Regions from separate parts of the Mus musculus genome. Here regions 2, 3 and 4 are each linked to region 1. The links are chromatin contacts, called in public Hi-C and HiChIP or PLAC-seq maps. All regions are on one chromosome and are shown on one strand. Each heading gives the region's core, a stretch centred on a gene start, on an enhancer-like site or on the middle of the called end of the contact. The rest is flanking DNA. Distances are from core to core; before and after follow the strand shown. Region 1 holds the start of Pbxip1 (pre B cell leukemia transcription factor interacting protein 1). Region 2 has its middle 24 kb from the start of Ube2q1. Region 3 holds the start of Fdps (farnesyl diphosphate synthetase). Region 4 overlaps Chrnb2 (cholinergic receptor, nicotinic, beta polypeptide 2 (neuronal)).

Region 1 (3,583 bases), core at 529-3,028:
CTTAGCTTTGTGTTGTGCTATGGTTTTGTTCGCCCATGTTACCTGCCGCTACTTTTGTGTTGTCTCCATGGTTTGTAAAATGCTCCCGGGGAGGGCCCATCCCCTTGTTCTTCTCTGCTACCTTTTGGAAGAAAGTGGGTTGGCAGGGATGTGGTTACAGGATCTTTTTGTACGGTTGGATTAATAAAATGACTTGAAAATCCAAACAAGGACTCCTTTGTTCATCCGCAGAACCGTTAGGCTGAGCCCCTGCTAGCGGGGATGCCTAGAGCCTGAGGCTGTCCCTGCTCAAGCTACTGAGCTGAGCAGGTTCCCAGCCTCCCTGTTCCACTTTGTAGATCCTCAATGTGGGAACCTCCGCTTTTGGAGCAATTCTTGGGCTAGTCGGAAGCCAGATGGGGTTGGAGCCAAGGCCTCTGGCATCAGGGCCTGAGCTCTGGATTTAAACCTTCCAGTTCCCTTGCGTCCAGAGTTTTTATTTCAGACATTTATTTGGGGTGCCCAAGGAGGTGACAGGTGAAGATACTTTGGGCTGACCTGAGGATCTGAGTTCAATCTCTGAAACCCATGGGTGGAAGGAGAGAACTGACATGGCAGCTTGCCCTCTGCCCTGTGTCCCACGGCTGGTATGTATCCTCACACACAAGTAAGGTGGGGTTTTTGTTTGTTTGTTTGGTTGGTTGGTTTTAAATATGAGTTTTCAGGCTGGATGGCTCACCAGTTAAGAACTCCTGTTTTTTTCCAGAGGACTCAGGTTCAAGTCCCAGCACCCACGTGGCAGCTCACAACCATCTGTAACTCTAGAATGCTACAGCCATGCTGGCAAAACACCCATCCACATAAAAATTTGAAATTTCTTAAATGCTTCCCCTTCCATTTTACAGATGACAGACAGCGCTCCACTGCTGGGTCACATCCAGCCCTGACTTTAATTTGTGGATGCTTTTCTGCCTCGGTTCTTCCATTGTTTTTGTTTGAGTTTTTTTTTTTTTTTTTTTTTTTGCTTTTGTTTTAGTTTGGTTTTGGTTTGGGATTTGTTTAGTAGCCCAGGCTGGACTTCAACATCCACTTCTTCAGTCTTTCCAGTGGTGGGATTATAGCACCTCCCTCCATTAATTTTTTAAAAATTTATTATCTTGTGTCTGTATGATCTCTTGAGGTGCAAACATGTGCACACGTGGAGGTTTTACCCAGCTAAGACATCCCACAGGGTGTGCGTGTGCATGTGTAGCAGGATCTCACTATGTAGCCCTCACTGGCCTGGAACTCACTATATATAGATTTGGCTGATATCAAACTCAAGAGATCCACCTGCACACCTGCCTCTGTCTCCCAGGAGCTGGCACCACCATGCTTGGCCGTCTTCCATATCCAAAGTAGTGGCATCCTTAGTCTGCATTGGGGCGGATAAGAGTGGTGAGAGGGCTATTTCTAAACCCACAACTTGCACTGGACCCCATCCCCCATCCTACAGCTGTCTCTGTCTATCCTGGGACCAACATGGCACCTGGTCCTTGCCCCCTCATCAGACAGCACCTTTCAGTTTTAGGTCTTCCTACTAGACACTAGACACTGAGAAAAGAGGGGAGGTCTCCCAAATTTACTTTGCTGGAGACCAAATTGCCCACCAAAAAAGATAAACCAAGGGAGAGAGGTACTGCGTAGACCTTCTCTCCCCTGCCTGGGCGTTCAAGTCCAGCTTTTCATTGGTCAAAAGTTCCCCCTCACCCCCCCCCCCCGCGGGGAAGTCGACTTTTCACTGGTCAAACACTAGCCACGTGACTCCCCTCTTGTCTTCCTGGGCTGGGAGGTTGCAACAAGTTAAGCTGAAGACTGAAGCGAGGAGCTGGGTCAGGTAAAGGAGTCCTTGCCGGGAAGGGGCGTTACAGACTCCCACTTTATCCCCAGATAACAAAAGAGGGCAAAGCTGTATAAAAGGAGTGGGCAGCCCCGGCGTCCACATACTGCCCAACACAGGACCGAAGGGCGGGGAAGGAGGGAGACAGATGATTCCGAAGCAGGAACTCAGGCAAGTTTTTGTGGTCCCAGGTCCTTCCCTTTAAAGGTCAGACAGAGAAGGAAGTTAGAGACAATCAAGGGCATATCAAACCAGACTTCCCAGTTTTGTGCAGACTGGGAACACTCTCTTTTTTAGAAACAGCAGAAGTTTTTGTGAAATCCTGCCTGAGTGAAAAGGGGAGAGAGAGTAGTGGGTGGGTTTTCTTCTTAGAGGTCAAAGACTGCCCTAAAATCACAGCTGGGAAGGGTGGCAGCTAAGTGGGCTCTGGATTGCTTAGACAGGCTTCCTAATAAGGTATTAATGTGCCGATGTGCCGGCCTGGGAAAGCGGGGATGCTTTTTGGTATCAAGGGTTGGGACCCCGAGTGCAGGGGTTCTAGGAAGACTTCTGCTTCAGTTTTAGGTTTGTCTTGTTGACCTAAATACCATACCATTGCCGATTTCCATGGAGACGATGGGTCTGACATCACCCTGGTTGCCATGGTGCTGAGTTCTGGAGGACCTGAGCAGGCTGTAAACAGCCAGGGATAAACAGGGACCTCTGCTCTAGCTGCTGTGGCCACTTCCTTCCTGCTGCCACCTGTTAACAGTCACACACAGCAACTGGGGATGGCAGGACAGTGGAGGGACTGAGAGCCAAAAGCTGAAGGAAGATGGCTGTGTGGGTGTCACTAGAAGAAGGGGGTGGGGAGTTCGGGGTTTTTTGGGGACTTGGTATAGGGAAGTCATTGCAATTGTTTTGTCCCTGTGTGGGATGGGTATCAGTGTCTAGGAGACATGAGCATTGTGGAAGACACCACTAGATGTCCTTTACCTATCTTGGGCCTGAATCTTGCCCAACAGGAGCCACAGGATTTTTTTTTTTTTTAATGATTTATTTATTTAATGTAAGTACACTGTAGCTGTCTTCAGACACACCAGAAGAGGGAGTCAGATCTCGTTAGGGATGGTTGTGAGCCACCATGTGGTTGGTGGGATTTGAACTCAGGACCTTCGGAAGAGTAGTCTGGTGCTCTTACCTGCTGAGCCATTTCACCAGCCCCAGAGCCACAGGGTTTTTTAAGGCAATCATGCAGGACTTAAACCCAGTGGGAGTAGTTGGGGAGCATTTGGCTGGTACAGTCAAATTTCACATTCTGCCTTTTCTGCCAGTGGGTCAGCTAGCTGTCTGTCACTCCATCCTCTTACTTGATCCCGGTTGCACCGCCCTAGCCCAAGGGCACAGCCTTGCTTTATGCTGGTCTTTGGAAGTAGAGGGTGATACCTTAACCCCAGCTGCCCTTAGCTGTGATTAGCAAGGGACAGGATCAGAGACCCAGTTCCCCACCCCCCATTTTGCAGATCTTAATGTAATTTATCGATGGTAATTGCCACAACCCCCGCTCCTCCACTTCTCCCCAGTCACTTTCAAGATCCCAGAGATCAACCTGTACAATTTAAGGTTGAGAGGGAGTGACCCAAGTGGGCCGCTGGGCCCTACAGTATTGGAAAACTTCCTTCCTGCTCACTCCAGTGGTAATCCTAGCTGAGCCCTGCACAGCCAGTGCTGAGAACCCCTAAACCG
Region 2 (3,583 bases), core at 304-2,803, 360 kb after region 1:
CCATCCAGCGAGGCACCAGGACTTCCCTGGTTGCTGACTTGTGGATCCATCTTACGAGAGCAGTCATCCCTACCTTTCTATGAACGAGTGCAGGAGATGTACATTTCTTTTAGATGTACCATCGGTAAGGAGATTTATTTAAGACCACCTAACTCCGTGCCCTCAAGTGTGCATCTTCCTCCTGACGCTGTACCATGCATCTATAATGGCATCTTGGAACTCATGATCCTCCTGCCTCAGTCCTCAAAGTACTGAATTACACGCAGGCACCACCATGTCTGCCTTGACAATATACCGGAAGATCCTTTCTTTTGGCTTTTCACAACCATTTAAAAATGTACACTCCGTTTTAAGGACCTCCACCCTGGGGTGGGATTGGCATGATCCTTCCTGTTCTGCGAGCTAAGTGAAGAAAAGCCAGACTGCTGGATATGAAGCGTATCTAAGATGACTCAGAAGTGACGAGAAGATGACAGACTGCCTAGAGACCTTGGCATCCAATGTACATGGTGATGGAGTCTCTGGGATTCTTTTGTGCTGTGTGCATTCCAGACTCATAGACTGCAGCCCCAGAATTCCAGCAGACATAGACAAACGCTCCCCCACCCAAGCCTGCCTCCTCCAGGCAAAGCACCAGAATGCAGCCTAGCAAGAGAGAAAACCTCCAAAAGATAACTCTTCTATTCTGACTGAAGTGCCTTCTCTCTGCAAACACACACACACACACACACACACACACACCCCAAAGCAGTGAAGATAGCTCAGACTTCCAAGTAAGTTGCTTCGATACCCTCCTCTGTGGTATCACAGAGGTCTAAACAGGCAGGCAGATGTTTCATCCTCCAGGAAATAAAGAAGCCACACTCTCCCGTGCCCAGCCTCAGCATCGAGGGAGATCACTTGAGAAGTTTAGACATCCATGCTTGCCCAGCAGGAATAAAACTCTCCCTCTCTCTCTCTCCCTACTGGTGCAGGTCAGAGGAAGCTGATGGAAGAGTCAGTCCTTTTGGGAAGGGGAAATGGCCTTCCACAGGACTCTTGTCAGGAAAAGAACCAGCAGTGAGAGGAATCGTCACCTTAAGACACTGGACTTGTAGTTCACTCTCTTCCCCTGTCAGAGCAGTGTCAATGAGGGCAGGAACCACAAAGCCAGTCACAGGGCCGGAGAGTTGGCTCAGCGTTTAAGAGCTCTGGCTGCTCCTGCAGAGGACACAGTTTCACTTCCCAGGACCCACATGACCACTTCGCAGCTGTTCTCAACTCCAGTTCCAGGGGATCTCTAGCCCTCTTCTAGCCTCTGAAGCTGCTAGTGGTGCAGATGATGCACAGACAAAACACTCACATGCAAAAACTAAATAAACAAATAAAAACTTCAAATCCAGTCACATGACTATAAGAAGAAAATATCCAGGTTCCCAAAACTCATCAAACCCAGAGCCCCCCCACAAAAAAAACTCAAAAAGAATAAAAACAAGACAGCCATGCCCTGCCAACAGCAAGATGCTACAGATGTCACACTACCTGACAAACATTTTATGGCAGACATGAAAGAATGTGTCAGCACAAATTGCAAACATCCTTAAAGTGAGTAAGAAACAGGAACTCTCGTTCGAGGCATATAAAACCAGAGGGAAATCTTACAAAGGTTTAAAATATCTTTAAACAGACATTTTAAAATAGAAAAAAAATATGTAAGAATCAAACTCTCAGCAGATAAACTCAACCACAGGATGGAGGGAAGACAGAAAAGAATTGGAAAGAAGAAAGTGGAATAATGGGGAGAAAGAGAGAGAGAGAGAGAGAGAGAGGGAGAGAGAGAGAGAGAGAGAGAGAGAGAGAGAGAGAGAGAGAGAGAGAAGAGAAGAGAGAGAAGACTGGCTCAAAACTGTTTGGTTCTAGCACCCATGCTGTGGCTTACAACCCTCTGTAACTCAAGTTCCAGGGAACTCAATGGCCCTTTCTGACTTCCACAGGTACTAGGAATGCATGTGGTGCACACACATACATGCAGGAAACACCCATACACACAAAATTAAATAAGGAAACCTTTAAAACTACAGGGACAAGCATAGTGTCTTAATCCCAGCACTCAAGAGGCAGAGGCAGGGGCTGGTGAGATGGCTCAGTGGGTAAGAGCACCCGACTGCTCTTCCGAAGATCCGAAGTTCAAATCCCAGCAACCACATGGTGGCTCACAACCACCCGTAATGAGATCTGATGCCCTCTTCTGGTGTATCTGAAGACAGCTACAGTGTACTTACATATAATAAATAAATAAATAAATAAATAAACAAATAAATCTTTAAAAAAAAAAAAAAAAAGAGGCAGAGGCAGGTGGAGTTCTGTGAATTTGAGGCCAGCCAGGAGAGATCCTATCATTCATATATATGATATATATGTATATGTACACGTATACATATATGTGTGTATATATATATACATATGATATATATGTGTGTGTATGGATTTGTGGATATATGTGAGATATGTATATATGTGTATATATATACATATATATCATATATTATATATATATATGATATATATGTATGTATGATATGACAGTTGAAGAACTTTGTGGGGGAAGGGGAAGACCTAAAAGGCAGGATGGGGAACAGAAAGGGGTAATGAAGAGAAAAAGACAAATATCATATTCTCTCTCGACAGAAATCTAGCAGCATCTAGATTTAACTACATATACATTGTGATGTGTATGTACAACAACATACATGGTCAGTTTTATCAACTTGATACAAACTAGAGTCATTTGAGAAAAGGAACCTTAAGTGAGAAAATGCCTCCCTCAGACTGGCCAGGAGGGCATTTTCTTAGTGGTTGATATGGGAGGGTCCAGCTCATAGTGGTCAGTGCTGCTCCTGGGCAGGTGTCCTGTGTTATGTAAAAAGCAAGCGGAACAAGCCATGGAGAGTGTAGTGGTTTGAATAAGAGTGGCCCTCATAGGCTCACATACTTGGGCTCCTTGGTGGAACAATGATTTGGGAAGGATCAGGAGATGTGGCCTTGTTGGAAGAGATGTGTCACTGGGAGTGGGCTTTGAGGTTTAAAGATCCCATATCATTCCCAGTTAGCTCTCTCTGCTTTCTGTTTATGAGTCAAGAGGTAAGTTCTCATTTAGATATTGCTCCAGTACCATGACTTCCTGCCTGCTGCCTTCCTGCCTGCCATGATGGTCATGGGCCCACCCTCTAAATCTGTAAGCCCCAGTAGACTCTGTCTTCTGTAAGTTGCCTTGGTCCTGGTGTCTTCAGGGCACTAGAAAAGTAGCTAAGACGGAGAGCAGGCCGATAAGCATTCCTCCATGGCCTATGCTTCATTTCCCAACTCCAGGTTCTTGCCCTGTCTGCCCTCAGTGAGGGAGCATGGCCTGTGAGTCATAAGATGAGACAACCTCTTTCCTCTCCAAGCTTCTGGGCATGATCTTTATCTCAGCAAGAAAACGAAGACAGAAAGGGGATTGGGGATAAAGTCAGGTAGAAGTCCAAAGTTGGGTGCCTTTCTTACTCACTCTCCACTTTATTTTATTGATTTTTTTTTTTTTTTTGAGATAGGGTTTCTTTGTTTA
Region 3 (3,583 bases), core at 437-2,936, 330 kb before region 1:
GGGTTTGTGTGTCTGAGGCCATGTGGGCTTAAAAAACATGAAACTCTGTCTTAAGAAAATAAACACTGGAAGGAAATAGGTAACTCCAGTAGAACAGTCTTTCTAACAATACAATAACTTCCCTCAGGCCTCAGTGCCAACAGCCTCATGGTATCTACTAAGATCCTATCATAGTTTCAGGGCATGAAATCAAACTTTACTAGGTCCAAGGCTACTCTCAAGCAAGGCTCTCTGGATGGTCAAAAGTCATGGAGCCAAACATCCCCGAGGAGGGCTGAAGTGCAGCAGAGACCCATCTACTCCAGAGACCCAGGTAGTCACTTCGCTCTTATCGAAACCCCTCATGAATCCACACCTCTACCAGCTTCTTCAGTCCTGAATGCCTCACCTCCTTGAGCCGGGCAATAGCATCCCCTATCTCTGGGTGTCCCAGCTCCTTCTCAGTCAGCACCTTGACGATCTGGGAGAAGTGCTGGATGAAATTCTGCTTTTCTTGGTTATAAGCATCCAATTTCTGGTTCCCATTCATTCTGACAGAGGAGCTAAATGCTCTGAGGGAAAAAAAAACACACACACAAACAAATGAGAGGGTGGCTCGGGTGCTTCCCTCCCCGAAGCCCCACACCCCAACCACACTCACCGAGGCTCCTCTGTCCACACTTGGCACCACCAGCGGGCACTGTGCCAGGCCCCCAGGACTGGACACCCATATGCCAGGGAGGGTCGTTGTAGGAAACCAAGCCACCTCTCCCGGGGTGCCCAGCAGGGGGCTGGCAGCAGGAAGACCCCCAGAGATCTCAGCCAGCAGGACAGGGGCATCCTGGGTGTGCATGGGGGTGGGGGCACCAAGCACTCCCTGCAGGAGCAAGCACCGAAGGCAGATGCTTGGTAGCAGTTACCTAAGGTATCCCCCAAGCCAAGCTTGTTACCTCCTGCATTAGAACGCCCCACCCCGCTTCTAAACTCAAGAATTACATAAAAAACACACAGGAAATGAAAAGTTTGTCGGAGTGACTGAGATCCAATAGATCTTCACTTAAACCGAAAATGGCTAAAACTGAACACTTTCTACTTCCAAGGTTGCGTTCACTACAATTCGGAACATTGTATTACGGGAATTACGGGATGCAAGGTCCTTAAGTCACAATGTTAATGGAGACACCGAACTGAGGTTCAGTGAATGTAAGAGAGCTGAGCTGACGAAGAGCCAAAGCTGGAACCCAGGAGTCCGGATGTAGGGGAAAGAGAGGGAAGCTCTTAGATAGTCCCAATGAGGGGACTGGAGCCGAAGGTGCTGTGCGCTTGTCATCTGTCCCGGCACTGGTGCTAACCGCAGCCGGCCTCCGAGCAACAGGTGGGCGTGGGAGGACTCACAAGAGTAAACTAAAGGCCTGGCGTACGGAAGACTTGAGGAAGACGCCAGCGTTTAGAAATTCACGAAGGCACAAGCAAACCGTTCATTCTGGCCCACCGACCCCAAGCCCCGTAACTCCAACACGGACTGGTCCTTTAGTGCCTCGGAGCTTCACCCGATCCGAGACACGGGTAAACCTCAGCTCCAGCCCCAACAATAGCTCTCACCTGTTCTTCAACGCGGATTCTCCCGGGGTCCAAGATGTTTGCGGCTTACACCTAAAAGCTGAGCGTGCATCCGCTCAGCACTCTGGGAGTTGTAGTTCCCAGTCTCCAGGCTCAGGAGGCAGAACATAAATATAAAACTACGACTCCCGGCATGCCACGGACTAGGCGGCAAGAAACTCAGACTTGTGTCTCAGGGTGGGTGTGGCCTAGTTCGCTGATTGGCTAAATTACCTCGTGTGAGCATGGGCCTTGTGACGGCTGGCCAATGAAAGGGTGGCGCGCGGACCATCAGCCCACTAGGCGGTCGGCGGTGTCGGTACACCCATACCGAAAGCCTGGGAAATTGGCTATCTAATTCCTAGCTATAGTTCTTCCAGTGCTTCTGGTTGACAGTGTTTCTAAGATCCCGGAATAACCAGCCTTGCAGCTTCCTATTTCCAACTCTAGCAAATCACTTCTTACATCTTTGATTCTAGTTAGGTGAAGTCGCTCATTTTTCCAGCCCTTAGAAGGGGTGAGGCAATAAGATCAAGAGTTAAAGCCATGGGGTGGGGCTGGAGGGAAAAAAAAAAAAAAGAGTTAAAACCAATATGGGTCGTGTAATGAGTTTTAGGCTACTTGGAAGACTATATGACTATATGAGAGAAAACAACACCTTTCCCCCAGGTACTTTGGCGCCCTTGAAGCAAAAAGGTAAAAACTCAAAGCAGATGTTAGAACTTTCGGCCTCACAGTTTGCCAGCCCACCACGTTGACTCCTTTTTACTCCACCCCAAACCCCATCGCGATCAGAAAAGAGACCTGAAACTACAAACCACCTCAGACATTAATGGACTTGTCCTTGAAGTATTAGAAATAAGTTTCATTGTCCCAAAGAAAGAGACCACTACCACTCCGGACTAAAAGGTTGAAGGGTCTAGACAAGATAAACTTTACACATTGGTTTATTCTGCAAGGTTTCTCCATGTAGCCCTGGCTGTCCTGGAACTCTCACTGTAGACCTGGCTAAACTTCAACTCACAGAGTGAGAAAATAGTAGATTGAACATGGCTCGCAGAGGGGACTAGACCATGCATAAGAGAAGGTAGGGAGCTTAAGGGAGGGCCAAAACAGCATAGCCGAGGTTATAAGAATGTGAAGTGAGGGAAGAGAAGCTCCTGAGATAGAGACGTTTAGGATAATGGGGGAGCTGAGAAGAGCCAGGAACATGTGATATACTGTGAGAGCCTGGATATACTGGGGGAGCCTGGAGGCCGGCATAATTTTTGTCCCTTCTGCTGCCCATGTAAGGGTAACCCCTTTGGTAAAGGGGAACCGGTTTCACAAGTTCCTAACGAATGCTAGTTTTGGTCAGAATTTGAGGAAATGGAGTTTTCTTTAGAGCTCCTTTGGACAGTAACAACATAAGAAACAGACAAGCCAGGGTAACAAAAATAGTCATGAAACAAACTCATGGTAATACCCAATTAACTGCCAGGATGCCAAGTCTGTGCAAGAAGAGAAGAGCTGTCAACCACTGGCTTTGCAAATGGAAAAGAATAAATTAAGATGGTTATCTCATACTGAGGGAAAAGGCAGTAGACTCCCTGATAGGCAGGCCGACGTGGGAAGGGCTGTGACTACTGAGTAATAGCGATGGTGGACTTCCAAGGTGACTGGCTCCTTCCTCACACTCCTGAGCAGAGGCAAACGTCTCTCAGGTTAGAACAAAGGCTTTGTGAACATTTTCTTCTGAAAGCATAGCCACTGTTGATTCAAGGCAGTTCATGACATATTTACACAACAGTTGTGAGCCAATTGGTCCTCCTGTCTGTTTTCTTTTTTTTTTTTTTTTTTTGGTTTTTCGAGACAGGGTTTCTCTGTGTAGCCCTGGCTGTCCTGGAACTCACTCTGTAGACCAGGCTGGCCTCAAACTCAGAAATCCGCCTGCCTCTGCCTCCCGAGGGCTGGGACTCCTGTGTGTTTTCAAACTAGCCTACCCTAAAATAGGGAAGGAAGATCA
Region 4 (3,583 bases), core at 383-2,882, 320 kb after region 1:
TTTGAGTATCTTCAAGGAGACAGAGACAATAAACCTCTCAGAGATCATACAGTGAGAGGGGATGGAAGACTAGGATGGAGAAACAGAAGGAAGATGGGATGGGCCTGGAAAAGCCTCTTCTAGGAGATGACGCTTACAGCAAGCTCTGCTGGGTAGGAAGGAAGCCCTGTTCCAGATCCACACTGAAGTCATGGTCAGGCAAACCCAGCAGAACAGCATCCCAGCCCTGCCCCTTTAAACTGTCCCAAGAAAGGCAAAGAAAGCCAAGGAAGTGAAGCAATGAGGCTTGGCAACACAATGCACCTTGGGCTCCTAGGTCTAATGATGCTCCTAGGAAGGATGCTACTGAGACAGTCGGGAAAGCTTGAATGTGCACTGTACAGTGCTAAAAGTATTGATGCTGTTCTGTTTCCAGAATTGGGTCTTTGAAGCCGGGCACTTCATTGCTACTTTGGTTGTTGATAGCAGTTGGAACTTGGGGCCTTTCACATGCTCACCCTGTATCACCAGGAGAGCATCTCTGGTCTTAAGAAGAGACACATCCAAGTGTTTGGGAGTCAAGGTTACATGATTACTTTTAAAGAACAGGGCCAAATAATAACAGTAACAGGGTTTTGGTTTTGTTTTGGGGGCGGGGGGGGGGGTGAGGAAAGAGTAATATCATCAGCTTGATGAGATTAGCATCATCATGGGAACAAACGTCTATGGGGAATCTTTCTAGATTGGATTAATTGAGGCAGGCAGCACTCATTGCATGGGCTAGGGTCCCAGGCAGAAGGAGAAATGGAAAAGTTTGTTGATCTCAGAATTCCCCTCTCCCTGCTTCCAGACTGAAACAGGACCTGCAGGCTCCTGCTACCACCTTCCCCGCCTTGGGCTGTAATCTCAAACTGCAAGGCCAAACAAAGCCTGCAGTCCCTACATCTGCTTTCCTCAAGAGAATTTTGTCACAACAATGAGAAGAATAACTAAAACAAAGACTGTTCTCGTGGAGGGACCCAGATGCAAAGGCTCGAGGGCAGGAAAGAGCTTGGCTTGCTAGAGACAACTGAGTGACAAGCTGGTGACCCAAGCAAGGGAGCAAGTCACCAGCCTGGGGGTGTGGGTTATTTAACTGCGCATAGGAAGCTGAACAGGGAGGCAGTTGGGAGATTCTCCCTTGGTCCACACAAGAGTTGACAGGAGCTCAAGGACCAGGGTGTTAGCATGAAAGTGACAGAAAAAGGACAAAGCAGGGAATCACCTTGGAGGTGGTGCTCCCAGGACAGGACTTCTGAAAACATCAGTGGTGAGCACTAAGGGAGAGAGAGCAAAGGCATCACCAGGTTTCAGTGTGAACTGCTTAGCCCAGGGAATGCCATTTCCAGCAAGACAGGGAAACTAGGGGCAAGTTAGGGCCAGGTTGGGGGTGTAGAGCACGCACTTGGGTTTGGGCGTGTTGAGGTCTAGATGCCTCTGAGGCATCCAAGTAGGTCACTGCACCTTCAGCGCCTGACTTGAAATGCAGGCTACATGATGGACTGCAGCGGAGGTGGAGGCCAGAGATGCAGCGGCTGCTGAGCCCTGCACCCAGTTAGCCTTGGCTCCTTCATCTCCAGTCTCAGCCTCTCTCCCTCTCCCATGCTTGTCTGCAGTCGGGGGGAGGAGGGAGGGAGAAGATGTCTGAACTCAGCTCCCAACATAAACCACAGTGCCTGCCCTTTATCCTTCCCCAGCTGGAATGGCAGAGTCCCAGAGGAAACCTTGCTGGTCACTATGGCAACAACTGAGCCTTGGCTTAGAACCAGTCAGGTACCTGAACACTGATCTCAGGGAAGGCCAGATGGTACCCAAAATGGGGGGCAGGATGTTAACCCATCGCACCTTCCCTCAACTCCTGGCTTAGTCTCAAGGAATCTCCTTCTGGGGAGACGGCAGGAAAGGCCAGAAGCTGGGGGTGCAGAAGAGGGTGAGACCATCTGGAGAGCCCTGGCCTCTATCCACCCCATTTCTATAAATATTTCATTAGACTCTTTTCAAGGCCCAGGACAGTAGAAACGGGCTATTGATTTTATTTGCTTTCTCTGCTGGGACCAGCCCCATGGAACCTCTAAACTTTCCTTTCCCCGTCCATCATCATCCCAGTTGCCCGCTCTGTGGTCCGCAAGGACTCATCTCCATTTGCACTAAGAGCAGCAGCGCATTAACAACTTGGAAGTGTCCATGTGACACCCTCGGGCCCAAAAGAACTTCTCCCTGCCCTAAAGTTCCTAGTCACCTCTCTCACACTAATGATGCCTTAGCTGACACATCTCACCCTGAATACTAGTCCTCTGGGAGCTACAAGGTCATCTGGTACAGACACCAACACCGGCAAGCCAATCTGGAAGCCTACCCTGCTGAGTCCTCAATCACGTTGCCCCTCCCTTGTACCCTTGCTTTGTGACCCTAAGTGACACCTACTCCCCGCACACAGGGGTTTCTGCTCCCGACATGCCTATCTCACCCTTGGTACTCACACTCTGGTCATCATCTTCACTTCGCATATGGTCCGCAATGAAGCGTACACCGTCCACAGCTTCCCGGAGGCCACAGCTGCATGGGCCCATCGAGCGCCCCAGACCGGCTGCAGCGGGCTCAGCCTGGAAAGCCCCAGCCAAGCCCTGCATTGATGCAGGATTGACAAAGCAGGTACATGGGTCAGCTGCAGGACCTTCGCGGAAGAATAGTGTGCCTGCCCCCTCACGTTCCCGCTGGCGCCTTCGCAAGCGCAGGCGTTGACGTGCACAGCGGTGGCGTGGCTGCTGCAGGAAGAGGAGGGTGGGCAGCTTCTCCAGGAAGACCACCTTGACCCAGGGCGCCATGGTGTGCGTGGTAGGCGAACGGTGGTGCACATTGAGCACACACACGCTAGTGACGATGGAGAAGGTGACTAGCACCATGGTGAACATGAGGTACTTTCCCACCAGCGGTACGTCGAGGGAGGTGGGAGGCACAATCTTGGAGATGAGCAGCAGGAACACCGTGAGCGCCAGCAGCACAGAAATACAAAGTGTCATCTTTTCACCACAGTCTGAGGGCAGGTAGAAGACCAGGATGGCCAGCGAGGTGATGAGTACGCAGGGGATGATGAGGTTGATGGTGTAGAAGAGCGGTTTGCGACGAATGATGAAGTCGTAGGTGATGTCCACGTAGGTGGAGTCGTCTGGGTTCTCGTTGCGTCGGCCTGGCAGTGCGATGATGTCCCACTCCCCACTAGGTGTGAAGTCGTCCAGGCTGGCCACATCGCTTTTGAGCACCAGGTCAATCTCAGTGCGGTCGTAGGTCCAGGAGCGGAACTTCATGGTGCAGTTCTGCTGGTCAAATGGGAAGTGCTTCACCTCAATCTTGCATGCGCTCTTGTAGATGGCAGGCGGTAGCCAAAAGATGCTGCCATCATAGGAGACCACAGCATTGGAATAGAAGGAGACTTCGTACATGCCGTCAGCACTGTCAAGGAATGGGGCAGTCAGGCCTGGCTTGAGAGTCTGCATCCCACTCATCAACCCAGCAAGAAGGACCTGGCTGGAAGTGATCATCTAATACATGGAGATTGCCCAGAAAT

What was found. Hi-C and Micro-C count contacts between places; a contact is called where the count stands out from the background. HiChIP or PLAC-seq counts read pairs in DNA pulled down with a chosen protein or histone mark.
Region 2: a contact with region 1 is called in an H3K4me3 HiChIP or PLAC-seq map of bone marrow-derived macrophages, with 2.7 times the contacts expected there. The contact joins the enhancer-like site here to the promoter of Pbxip1 in region 1. A contact is called at or near these places in 7 of 115 datasets of contacts at active chromatin or transcription factors (bone marrow-derived macrophages, embryonic basal ganglia, embryonic forebrain and 4 more) and 1 of 9 other capture datasets (liver).
Region 3: a contact with region 1 is called in a Hi-C map of B cells, with 6 read pairs. The contact joins the promoter of Fdps here to the promoter of Pbxip1 in region 1. A contact is called at or near these places in 1 of 39 promoter capture datasets (pre-B cells), 2 of 484 Hi-C or Micro-C datasets (B cells and embryonic stem cells), 3 of 115 datasets of contacts at active chromatin or transcription factors (embryonic stem cells and pancreatic cancer cells) and 1 of 9 other capture datasets (liver).
Region 4: a contact with region 1 is called in an H3K4me3 HiChIP or PLAC-seq map of embryonic hindbrain, with 5 times the contacts expected there. The contact joins the enhancer-like site here to the promoter of Pbxip1 in region 1. A contact is called at or near these places in 4 of 39 promoter capture datasets (liver, macrophages, neural stem cells and 1 more), 6 of 484 Hi-C or Micro-C datasets (the AML12 cell line, B cells, bone marrow-derived macrophages and 3 more), 11 of 115 datasets of contacts at active chromatin or transcription factors (SST interneurons, VIP interneurons, bone marrow-derived macrophages and 8 more) and 3 of 9 other capture datasets (liver, macrophages and pancreatic islet).

The regions. Positions count from the first base shown.
Region 1 is chr3:89,434,926-89,438,508 of GRCm38.p6, forward strand. Pbxip1 (pre B cell leukemia transcription factor interacting protein 1) reads left to right here and starts at 1,779. Exons shown (of 11, transcript NM_146131.2): 1 at 1,779-1,855. Pygo2 (pygopus 2) reads left to right here. Exons shown (of 3, transcript NM_001293768.1): 3 at 1-206.
Region 2 is chr3:89,795,353-89,798,935 of GRCm38.p6, forward strand. No RefSeq gene overlaps it. Among named protein-coding and RNA genes, the nearest start is that of Ube2q1, 24 kb to the left of the region's middle. Within about 2 kb of position 1,554, at least 72 of the 459 cell types and tissues checked have an H3K27ac peak or open chromatin away from gene starts, as enhancers often do. A contact at or near this core is called in bone marrow-derived macrophages and liver, where this site is marked.
Region 3 is chr3:89,100,281-89,103,863 of GRCm38.p6, forward strand. It overlaps Fdps (farnesyl diphosphate synthetase), which reads right to left and starts at 1,687. Exons shown (of 10, transcript NM_134469.4): 1 at 1,582-1,687; 2 at 389-551. The coding sequence starts at 529.
Region 4 is chr3:89,758,174-89,761,756 of GRCm38.p6, forward strand. It overlaps Chrnb2 (cholinergic receptor, nicotinic, beta polypeptide 2 (neuronal)), which reads right to left. Exons shown (of 6, transcript NM_009602.4): 5 at 2,499-3,468. Among named protein-coding and RNA genes, the nearest start is that of Chrnb2, 4.7 kb to the right of the region's middle. Within about 2 kb of position 1,633, at least 11 of the 459 cell types and tissues checked have an H3K27ac peak or open chromatin away from gene starts, as enhancers often do.